2 separate regions of the Aedes aegypti genome follow, and region 2 is linked to region 1. The links are chromatin contacts, called in public Hi-C maps. All regions are on one chromosome and are shown on one strand. The core of a region is the stretch at or near the end of the contact, and the rest is flanking DNA. Distances in the headings are between cores, read along the strand shown.

Evidence for each region. Hi-C and Micro-C count contacts between places; a contact is called where the count stands out from the background.
Region 2: a Hi-C map of whole pupa shows a contact between it and region 1, with 4 times the contacts expected there. The contact joins the enhancer-like site here to the promoter of LOC5563930 in region 1. A contact is called at or near these places in 2 of 2 Hi-C or Micro-C datasets (whole body and whole pupa).

The regions. Positions count from the first base shown.
Region 1 is chr3:287,401,594-287,407,977 of AaegL5.0, forward strand. LOC5563930 (keratin-associated protein 5-5) reads left to right here and starts at 5,115. Exons shown (of 5, transcript XM_021849423.1): 1 at 5,115-5,390; 2 at 5,479-5,563. The coding sequence starts at 5,510.
Region 2 is chr3:287,455,648-287,461,732 of AaegL5.0, forward strand. All of the region lies in intron 1 of LOC5563928, which reads right to left. Among protein-coding and RNA genes, the nearest start is that of LOC5563925, 13 kb to the right of the region's middle. Within about 2 kb of position 3,729, at least 3 of the 3 cell types and tissues checked have open chromatin away from gene starts, as enhancers often do.

The sequences.
Region 1 (6,384 bases), core at 3,865-6,364:
AATCTGCCTCGTTAAGGATAGCGTGATCAAAATATTTTGGACAGACCGTTACGTGTATATAATTTGGCCATTTACGACAAAATCAAATGGAAGTTGCTAAATTATATACGCGTAACGTACTGTCCAAAACACATAAAACACCCTACTCAAAATACTTTTTTGTTTCTCGTGCATTATTTGTCTAGTTATCAAGGGACATTCGGGTTTGAAATAATTAAAATTATAACATTTGCTATAAAATTTGACACAGTTCTTATGTCGCTTCGGTGTGCGAAAAAACAATGTATTTTTTTAATTGCTCTAGGGGAAATTTGAGCACCCCTAGGAACATTTTTTCCTTCCGTACTATAACATATATATTTATTCTCTTGCCTCTAATTAAATTTTCAAACAAATGACACGTTATTTTTGCGTTATGAATTCGCTATTCGAAATTGAGTGAATAAGGGGTGGCATCAATATTAATTTTTGGACACACTCTAAACTTCTTTTGCTGAAAATCTACGGAAATACTTATTTTACTGCCTTCAAATAATCGAGTTTCAGCTTCTCTCCATGATTTGATTGTGCAGAAACAGTGCGTGTATTTGAGTAAAAAAATATTACATATGATTACACTCAAAGTTTGTTTTCCAAAATTAAGCAAAATCCTATTTTTCTACAACTACTTACCTGTCAATCGAAATTTGAAGATTTTGCCTGTTGATCGAAATTTATTGCTATTACATGTAATTTTTTCGACATTAAATTGATTGTAGAGGTCAATTTATCATGCTAAAGCAATAATAGATTATCAATACATTTTGAAATATATTTTATTTCAATTAAAAGGAATTCAGATTGTAATAAACATTTCTTTTTCTTCCACAACGGAATACGAGTAAAAAACTACATGTTATCGGTTTATGTCGGTAAATTGTTTCATAGCCATACAGGTTTTAACCCTCTAATACACAAATTTTTAATTTCGATCTAAATATCTTTTTCAGTTATCTAAAATCGTTCCAAATACGTTTCGGACAATGATTTATTTTTATTTGCAAATCTTTCAGTTTTGGTTTTTGATTTTTATTATTTTTATTTTTGAACATCCCTATCCTTTTCCATTTTTTCTTGAAGCCCCTTCTTGTTACTCATTTTTAGCAATTATAAAAATTCAAGTTTTTATGGTACTTTTGAAAATTTATTTTCCGTGTAATTAACGGGAAAAAAAGGTTTGAAATTATTTTAATAGCTCTTCTTCTGTGATAGGTTGATCGTAGAAAAATATAAAAGGTACGATTTTTTATATTACACGTTAAATACACCACAGACATTTGTAGGTTATAAAAGAATACAATTTTTCGAACAATTTTCAAAAAATACAAAAAAAAATCAAAAGCCTTAAAAACTTTTCTGATATGCGTGTTATGAGTTAAGGTTTAAGCCAAAAATAAAATCATTTTGATTTCCGAGCTACGAAAAAATACACAAAATTCCAAAGTGTATCCCATCTAAAGGCGGGGTTGGGTATGAGGGGGTTAAATATTGAATTTAGGTACAGCGAATTTTGAGTTCAATTCAAAAATGTGTTTGTTCTTCCAAATATGTCCGTTAGAGAACTATCAACAAATACATATCATATTTCATCGCTTGGAATGGCGTTGCATTGTTGAATTCGTGCCAAAATGCGTATCAGATAAAACTAGGAAATGCCTTTAGCGCAATATCAATAACTTTACAACTTAGCAGAATAAACTGTCTATTTTGAGAGCTTAAAAGTTTGCGTTTCATTACTGTAAGAATTATGAAAATCGTTGCTCAAGTGGATATATGCATTAACGAAGTTAAAAGTTGGATTTTTTCTCGAATAAACGTTTAAAATTTAAATTTACAAGTAAAAATAGCAGTTTTTTTACTTGTTTTCAGTCGTTGAAGATTTGGATATAATCAAAACATATCTATTTAATCTTAAAAAAGTTCACAGGATTTGTACTAGGTTTTAGTAATTTTTGAATTCAAAGGAGTTTTCAATGTAGTTCCCTTTCTTGGTTAAACATAGGTACTCTTTTTGTACAATCAAATTTATTTCGAAAAACTACACGCCATCGCATTGAAACTTGTTTTAAAAGCACTCAATTGAAACAATTGAGTTTATTCGTAATACTTTAGTAAAATAAATTTTGAATGTAACCAAAAATTACTATTCCTGCCAAAATATATTCAATAAATTTCTACAAAAGAATTCATGTCAGTAAACCTACATGTTATGCCTTTGAACATTGTTTTACATGGTGAAATTCAAGCTTTCTCGTAGGTTTTTCACTAATAGAGATTTTGAGTGTAATCCAGAATTTCTATTTCTGCTCAAACATGTTCACTGAAAACGTTTAATCCAGTTTATGCAAATAAAATGCATGTCATTCCTCTGAATTTTGAATTATGGGCAAACAGGTTTAGAAACTAGGATGTCTTGATGTTTTTTAAAGTAAACTAAATTTAGAGTGTGATTTCGATATTTTATTAAAGCTAAGTACAGTTAACTCTCCCTTACTCGATATTCGGTATCTCAATATCGAGTTAGAGAACCATAGTAAAAGTTGGTTTTCATGGCTAACTCGATGGTCCCTTGGATAGCAATTGCACTGATTTTGTGTTCTTTAACTCGATACCTCCCTAACTCGATGTTCCCTTCAATATCGAGTAAGGGAGAGCTAACTGTATGCTCCTTCGTTCAAGGAAAGTAAAGAATTCCTTGACTGAATGGGTCAAGAAATTTCCTACAGAGAGTCCCCTTTAAAATGACATTCCTTCTCAACTGCGTACTGCCATCAGAAAAATGTGATTTTCTGGATCATTTCTCGGAAGAAATTTTCCACGCATCGAGATAGGCGATTCCTTTTCTTGTCAGTAGCAAACCAGCCTTAACACTACTGCAATTAAATAAATGTCATAAAACTACATCTCATTGCTATGAATTGCAGTTCCTAACAAACAGTTGAGAAAAATTGCGTTTTTATCTCTTGTCAGTAACATTTATTTTGAGTGTTATCAAAAATGTATACTCCTGTTCAAGCATGTTCACTGCACTTATACAAGCAAATATATCGAGAAAAATTCAAAAATGTATCATTGAAAAACATGACACATTAGGATGTTTTGAACTAGGACGTTCATAATAGAAGATAAAACTGATCTAGATCAGTTACAAGTAATGTAGATCAAAACCAAAGGGAACAAAATGCAGTGCAACTAATTCCAACACACTTTATCGAAGGTACTCAACCTCTAGCATGCATATGCAGAGCACTAGGGGTTTTTATAGTCGAATTCAGCGACCTACACAAATTTGCCTCGTTAGGGGATGCTCGAAATATTTGTTTTCAAATACCGTAAAACGGGGTAACATTGATAGTTTTTTCGAAGAAAACTTCAATATATATACAAGCTGCTTCAAAGAATTGCAATTTATAATTTTAAAACAAAAACTGACATCGTAGCTATCGATTGCACTTGATAGATTGCCAAAAAGTTTATTCTGAATGGATATATTATTTTTCATATAATCGAAAGTCGGGTTTCTGTTTTGGGGTAACTTTGATAATGAGGTATAAATCGAACAACATTGAACGAATTACGGAACATTTGTAGGGCGTTGCATACCTCTAGGCGTTTAACGATAAATGGAAATTTATGACTTAGATTATAAAAATGGTTCCAGTTTGTAAAAATGGATTTCGCTAAGAGATTTGAATCCGAATTCTTGTTCTACTATAACTAGACTGTCAAGGATAAGTGACGAATTCATTATAACTTCATCAAATAGTGATCGTAGAACAGATTGTTTGTAAGCGTTGCAAAAATGCTAAAATCTTACAAATTTTCAATATTTGCATAAAAATCCTCAAATGCACTTGATTCCAACAAAAATAGCTTTGACATGAAGTTTCATACTAATATGCTTTACTTTTGCATTCGTTTTGCTTAACTAATTAACAGAAACTTCGTTATTTCGTTTAATATATTGTGGGCCTCGCACTATCAATGTTACCCGCATTATCAAAGTTACCCCGTTTTACGGTACATGTGTTATGTTTCTTATTATTCACGATTATTCGAATGTAACATTTGCGGTAAGAATCATGCATTTTCAGTTTTTGTTAAAAAATTGTATTGGTTTAATTGTTCCAGGGAAAATTTTAACACCTCTAGGAGCATTTCTTCTTATTTGATTCTATCATTGGCACTTTTGATTCACTTCGACAAAAGGGTTTTTTGAAAGCCACAGAGCTCATATTTGGCCACGATATGCGTCATACTAAAGTGCTTCTTATATTAAAGCTTCAGGCAATTCGATAGAGAAAAACCCCACATGCCAAAGTGAATAATGGAAGTGCCCAAATAGCTCTGCACCCTACGTGAAAGAATTTCGAAAAATGGTTGAGCCGTCGCTGAGAAATAGCCGATAATCCATTTAGATTTTTTTGATCCTGGGGCTCCGCGTTACTATTATAATCACGGGGCTCCTAGTTTTTTTCTTGGGAGAAATTTTCCACGCATCGAGATAGGCGATTCCTTTTCTTGTCAGTAGCAAACCAGCCTTAACTTGTAGCACGCCTAAATGTATACCCCATGGCGTGGATGTCTTATTGTTTCACTCTTCATAACTTCTACTCAGAGATCTAATCGATGCAACTTAAACATTAATCTGAAAATCTTTTAAAGTTTTGCTTAATTTTCATTGTTATAAAAACAAACATTTAATAAGTTCTATGTAAATATCATGTTAACTATCAATGATCTGTTTTGTTTGAAGAGAAAATCAATGAAAACACAAAACCTTGCCCATTTCAGAGTCCAACTTTATCTCTAAATAGTAATCTTTTCTAGTGTTATTAACAGTCCATCAGACTAACGCTTACCTTGCCCATCGCGCCATCTGTTTTTCGCGACGCAAACATCGAACGACGGACAATACAAACGCTTACCGCCAACGCTTGCAGTCGGGCAGCGAAGGGCCGACGCGCGCAAAAATTGAAACCGCGCTTCCACGCTTTCAAGCAGTTGCGCTCCGCGCCACGTGGTATCCCATGGTGACGGAAATAACAGTTTCGCTCGGTCAGGAAGAAATTTTCATCGCTCCCGGAAATCATTCTCAGTTCGGAGCTCGAAGCGATCAGATCGTAGCAAAAAAAAATTAAAAGTGTAAAAAATACCTATAATTTGGAGAAATATATTACAAGATTCGGAATCGGGAAGCTAAATTCAAGTGTGAAATACAGTGGAAGCAGTTTTAATTGAAGCGCGGAAGGCTGAAGGTTTTATTGGATACCTCAAGGTTTCACGGCGGTATAGAAGCTTGAAACAGGAAGATTTTGAAGGCCACCGGAGCTGGAAAATCGATATATCTGGTAAGTTTTTGAGCTTCGAGCAATGAAAGAACCTTCGCGAAGACGGACCGAATATTCTACAATTTTCTTTCTGTGTGAACTATTCCAGAACCGGAAGCTACCTTCTCCGACGAGTGAAAATGTGTGACCCGTGCTGCTCCCCGTGCGATCCCTGCTATCCCTGTTATCCTTGCGTAAGATGTCACTGTTCCTCCTGTCACAAATGTGACCACCACTGTACCCATTCCTGTTGCACCAAGCATCGTTATCATTTCTGTTATCTGTGTTTGCGCCATCACTATTAATTCCGTTTCCGTTTTGATGTGGGTGGGATCACTGACCTATTCGCGTATAGATTTTAGAATGGGCCCGCGGATTTGATCAGAAGTTTTGAGGAAATCGTCCAACCTGGCAGCCCTTTCGGAAACACCCATAAATCAATCAGCAACGTATTACACCACCACACTAAAACCCGTCCGGAAGGGCATTGGCCAGGGGGAAGAGGGAATGTTTGGTTATTTTTCGAAAACGGATTACAAATCAATACTATTTTACGATTGCGATTGAAATAGTGTTTGTATTTGGCTCAATGTCGTTTTGCGCTTTTCAATGTGTGAGAATGACTTGGCGCATTGGCAAGGGGGTGACATTCCGAGGCAACATTTTACCCATCGCACGAGGTTGTGATTCGGCAGTAAAATCGTTAGTCGGAAGTTCTGTCGCCACCTATACGACCGTTTGTGAACATAGATATTGCGCGTTTCCTAAACGTTTTTCAGTTCAATGTAAGAACTAGGATTTTTGATTATTTTCAGTTATTTAACACAATGGTAGCTAAACTTTAGAATAGCTTCCATCAGTAATGATTTGTCAGTTTAAAATGATTAGTTTAATCACATTAACTCTCTTAAAGCTCAAAACTGTGATTCAAAAAGTAGCACCAGCTTTCCGGGTTGGATTCAGAACATAGTTCTGAATTGCGGAAGTAGGTGATTGTTACCAATAGACAATGTTG
Region 2 (6,085 bases), core at 2,479-4,978, 53 kb after region 1:
TCAGGTGAGCCAATGAAACTCACGCCTATGGGGCCCTGCACAAAAAATCAGTCGCTCTCTTTCACTCTTTAATTAAATTAGTAAACAACAAGGCCAGTAAACGTCAAAGTCCCATATAAAATCAAAACAGTGCAGAGGTCCATTGCTGCTGTAGGCAAAATGCCTTGAAAATAGCAAAACACCCGTTGCTAAGGGCAACTCAAAACTACTGTAGAAAAATGTTCTATTTCCCGCATTTATAGCCTTCAATGACACTACTGATTTAGAAAATTCATGTACCCAATATAAGCTACTTGATGAGATTTACAATTTTGAACTACTGTATTAGAAGAGCCACGTGATTTCCGCAAAAATTCAAGCCTACTATTATGACCATACCCGACTCTGATCATAACTTTTGAACCGCTTGACCGATTTCCAATTTTCTTGGACGAAATGAAAGCTAACGATTTTGACTTAACTAAATATATAAAATTTAACGAAAATTGTTTTTTTTTACATGAAACAAAATCGAAAATTCCAGTTTTTTTCGTGTTTTGAAGGCCTTGAGACCATAGGAGCTATTGCTGTTCTCATTTTTTCTTAAAAGTTCAGAAAACTTTACGTTTACTGTCAAATATTCAACGGTGTATGTTTTAAGTTTTCGAGATACATGATTTTAAAAATAAAAAAACAGTCATTTTATATCAGCACACACTGTAGGTCACAGCACATTAGATTTTTTATTAAAAAAAACATAACTTTTGAACAGTTCAACCGATTTCCAATCTTTTTTTATGGAATGAAAGTTTAAGATTTCAACTTTTCAGAAAAAATATAAAACTCTGAATAAAAAAAAATCACAATGAATTCTTAAAAAAATTTTTTTTTTTCAGAGTTTTATAATTTTTCTGAAAAGTTGAAATCTTAAGCTTTTATTATATAAAAAAAAGATTGGAAATCGGTTAAGCTGTTCAAGAGTTATGACTTTAAAAAAAAATAAAAATCTTATGCGCTGAGACCTACAGTGTGCGCCGATAAAAATTGACTGATTTTTTTATTTTCAAAAAAAATATATCTCAAAAACTTAAAAACATACACCGTTGAAAATTTGACAGTAAACGAAAAATGTTCTGAACTTTCAAGAAAAAATGAGTACAACAATAGCCCCTTTGGTCCAATGGCCTTCAAAACACGAATAAACGGATTTTTTTTTTCACGTAGAAAACCAATTTTTGCGAAATTTCATATTTATCTTGAAAATCTTCATCATTTTTAGCTTTCATTTCGTCCAAGAAAATTGAAAATCGGTCAAGCGGTTCAAAAGTTATGATTTCTTAAAAAATATTTTATTTTGCAAAGTTGCGATTTTTTTAGGGTGACCAAAAAATGCACAAAAAAGTATAAAAAAAAACACGTGTATCCTTATTTCGGATAAGGAATAAAATAGAAAAGTTTCACGGAATTCAGTGACCTACTAGTTCGTTTTTTTCATGGAATGGTTGAGAGGTCCATGTAAATGTATTCTGGCATGTTTTGAGTTCAATGGGCGTTTGAGGTCATACAATGGCTTCATTGAATACAAGGCTTAAGATCTATAAGTGTAACTAGTGATTCGAAGGTTTGAGAACAAAGTTGATACCTATACGGGCTTATTTGAGTTCAACGACTGTTGAAGGTCTACCAAGATCAACTTGGTGTACAGGTCATCATGTGGCATAGTATAAGCTATGTTTTTAAAATGTATCGGAATCAAAAATCTCAGATTTTTTAAATTTGAAATTATGGCTACGAATTTGTTCTAGTTACTCTTCTGAGAGTTGACTCAAATGTAAACTTCTTCTATTTATGTAACATCACGTATTTTACATCAGAAGATTTAACATAGATGTAGGATCCAGTGTATTTCACATACCTACTTTCAAATTATACACTTTGCACCTGCTTAACAAAGCAAAATCTGTTTCAACTTTCAAGGTCGTTGTCCTGCTCACGTAAACATTCCTACGACGCACATTTTTTCCATCATTAGTCATCCTTGGCGAATCAGTGTTTCCTAAGTATATCCTTGAAAGAGGTGAATAAAACTTCTCCCTGTATTATTAGGCAAAGAACAAAGTTTGTTTTATTTTCTACCGTATAATAATAACATGATGGCATGTCGCCCGGTCTGCGCACACATTCCTTTGCTTCAGGTTTTCACGGAGCTGCCTTCTAGGGGGCCCTCTCGGTAAATACTCGCGAGGATATTTCTTTGTTTGCTGCAAGACGGGCCACAACCTACCACATCATATTTTTGCAAGGAATTTAGCAGAACCGCACAATTCGTGTCTACGTGTCATTACGTAGGAAATAACTCAAAAAAGTAGGGCCAAGGAGATACAGTGAAATCAATAAATGCTAACTGATTTTGGCTTGGTTTGTCGACTTTATGCGTTTTACAATGAATAAGGAGGTTTCTTCAGATATTCATCAGTTACACAAACTTATTCATCTTATTTTATTTGAAACTGTTGCTTGAGCTTTAATTATTGGATTCAATTTCTTAAAAAAAATTAAGCCAGTATGCTACTCTGAATAACTGAATATATAAACATTTTGATCTGATATAGTCAACCAGTATACAGCTTCTTCTTCTTTCTGGCATTACGTCCCTGTTGGGACAGACCCTGCTTTTCATCTTAGTGTTATGAGCACTTCCACAGTTATTAGCTGAGAGCTTTCTTTGCCAATTGATCATTTTTGTGTACATCGTTTAGCAGGTACCTAACCAGAACTCTTTTCGTTTGTTTTCGATAATCTTGGTCATTAAAATTACTGCAGAGTCAAGATCTTCAATACCTACACTCTGGATCATAATATCTAATATCTAAAGCTTAGGAGATTTTATCCCTCGATGTCCATAACTTTATATACTAGAAATGGGTTGCTTTGGTTATCTTCTAGAACATCCAAGTTGCTATGGATTTTTATTTTTATGAACTAAATGCTCTATCATAATTTTAAGTCACTCTAGGCATGCGGTTTATATCAGTTGCTATCCATAGCGCTTTGTAATAGCACGAGAAGCGTGTTAGTCGAACAGGGTAAAGGGTTCTAAGTGATATACAGTGAACTCTTCATAACTCGATATTGAAGGGACCATCGAGTTAGGGAGAAATCTAAGAGATCACCAAGATAACCATGAAAACCAACCTTTACTATGGTTCTCTAACTCGATATCGAGATACCGAATATCGAGTAAGGGAGAGTTGACTGTATTGTATATCTGTTATCAGTAGAAGAGGTTTTTGATAAGCTAAATTATAGGAAACAGACATAAGATTACAGAGTTTCGAAAAATATAGGAAAAAAACCACTTAAGGTGAAGATGAATCGAAGCCAAAGTTCAAATTTTCAAGAGCACGGATCTGGAGAACCAATCATCCGTTTAAGCTGAAAACTTAATCGATTGGTCACTAGCTGGTGATGACCAATCGATTAGATTTTCAGCTCAATCGGGTGTTTGGTTCTCCAGATCCGTGCTCTTGAAAATTTGAACTTTGGCTTCGATTCACCTTCACCTTAATTCCAGTTGCTTGAAAACGGAGGGGCACAGAAAAGGGAGACTCTACTTACTTTTGCTTGAAAATTGAAAAAAAAAACATATAAAAGTAAAACAGCTTGATGAGTAGAATTATATTAGCGTGAATATTGCTAACATTGTTCGGCTGGTAAGCGTTTCGTTGCATTGGAAACGAATCTTTCCTTTAACTCCGCATGGTGAAATATAGAGGGACTACTGAGCCATTGATATTTCGCAGTGTAGCCATGCTAACAAATTGCATTCTATAAAATAACTCGTGGTCCCGGCAAACTTCGTTTTGTCATCAAGTAGGCTGTTGTAAACGTCATGTAATCCCCCATACAAAATGATACATTAGTCTTCTCCTATTTTCCCGATCATTCGGGAGGTTTTTTTTTGAAAATCTTACGACAATTAATTGATTTATTCTCAAGCCATTTCGTGACATACAAACACCACTCTATTTTATGTATATAGAAGATATCGTATCCACTTCGAAAATGATACGTTTTTTCCTGGTCTATTCGTTATGACCAAATTAAAAAAAAAACCTTGCTGCCTTCAACTACTGTTCATATGGTTATCGAATGAACGGTTTTCTTTATCTGCCATTATATGGGATTATTATTTGTGTTTTCTACGGAATTGACGGACCCCTCAGAGGCAGAAAATAATTCAATGCAACCCGGTGAAGCTAATCAGCACTTGGTAACAAATAATAATGACAATTCACCATATGGTTTAACAGACTTAAATAACGAACTACCAATAATTTCTTCTGAAACACAGCCAACTGAAATTATAATCTATTGTCAGAACTTTAATCGCATGAAAAGTGCTTTTAAAATTAATGAAATTCATAAAAATATATTAAGTTCATCGTACTCAATCATTTTGGGAACAGAAACAAGTTGGAATGATGATGTGAAAAGTGAAGAAATTTTTGGTAGCAATTACAACGTATTTCGCAATGATCGTGACTTACTTTTGACACAAAGAAGATCGGGCGGAGGAGTCGTCGTTGCAATATCATCAAATTTCAGTTCTGAAATCATTGCTACACCTAACTTTAAAGAATTTGAGCATGTGTGGGTTAAATCAAATATTGGTAATGAAACTCATATTTTTGTATCAGTTTACTTTCCCCCAGATCAGGCTTGTAAGTCAACATACGAGAGTTTTTTCCTGATAGCAGAAAAAATCATAAATCAACTTCCTCCCGAAAACAAGATGCATATTTATGGCGATTTCAATCAACGTAATGCAGATTTCATTCCTGATTTTGAAAACGAGAGTATTCTACTCCCTGTTGTTGGCGATAATGAAACTTTGCAACTTATTTTTGACAAAACTGCATCCTTAGGTCTTAATCAAATAAATCACGTAAAAAATAAACAAAACTGTTTCCTAGATTTTTTATTGACAAATATGCATGAAGATTTCTGTGTAAGTGAGTTAATTTCACCATTATGGAAAAATGAAGCGATTCACACGGCAATAGAATATTCTATGTTAATGCATATTTATCATACTCCTCACGAATATGTGTATGATAATATTTTCGATTATAGTAGAGCCAATTATACTAATATTAGACTGAAATTAGATAACGCAAATTGGCAATCTGTTTTGAAAAATCAAAATAATATTGAATGTGCAATAGAAATCTTTTACAATTTATTGTTTGAAACCATTAGGGAGGAAGTACCTGTTAAGAAGAGACGAAGGAATCACAACTCAAAAAATCCAATTTGGTTCAACAAGCAAATCATAAATTTAAAAAATTGAAAACAAAAAGCTCACAAAGTTTACAGAAGATATAAAAAACCAGACGATTTAGAAAAATATTTGGTTATTTGCGACCAACTCAATTTAGCCATTTCTACAGCACTTACCGAGTACAACATAAAAACTGAAAATGAAATAAAGTCATGTCCAAAGATTTTTTTCAATTACGTTAAAACTAAACTTAAATTGTGCAATTTTCCAGCAACAATGACTTTGGATGAAAAAGTAGGAAATAATTCTGAAGATATTTGCAATCTTTTCGCAATTTTTTTTCAAGAAAATTATTCAACATTTTCGGAAAACGTTCGAGATTATTCTTACTTTTTACATTTTGCTGACTTTCCGAGTGATGTTGGCGTTTTAATTTTATAAATGTTCTGGACATTTTGTTTGGTCTTAAAAAATTGGACGCCACTAAAGGATCAGGGCCAGATGAAATTCCACCTGGATTCATAAAAAACTTAGCAACTGAACTCACAACTCCATTATTTTGGTTATTCAATATGTCTCTTCAAACTGGCCAACTTCCAAAGGTATGGAAAAAATCATTCCTCATACCAATATATAAATCAGGTAAGAAATCGGACATTCGAAATTATCGCGGTATTGCTATTATGTCATGTATTCCAAAACTTTTCGAGTCAATTGTAATCAAAAATATGTTTGCCCAAATAAAAACTCGTATAACAAACAAACCTTCTGGAATTTGTAAGTTACTCACTGAGTGCAATGGATAAAGGTTACTTCGTAGAA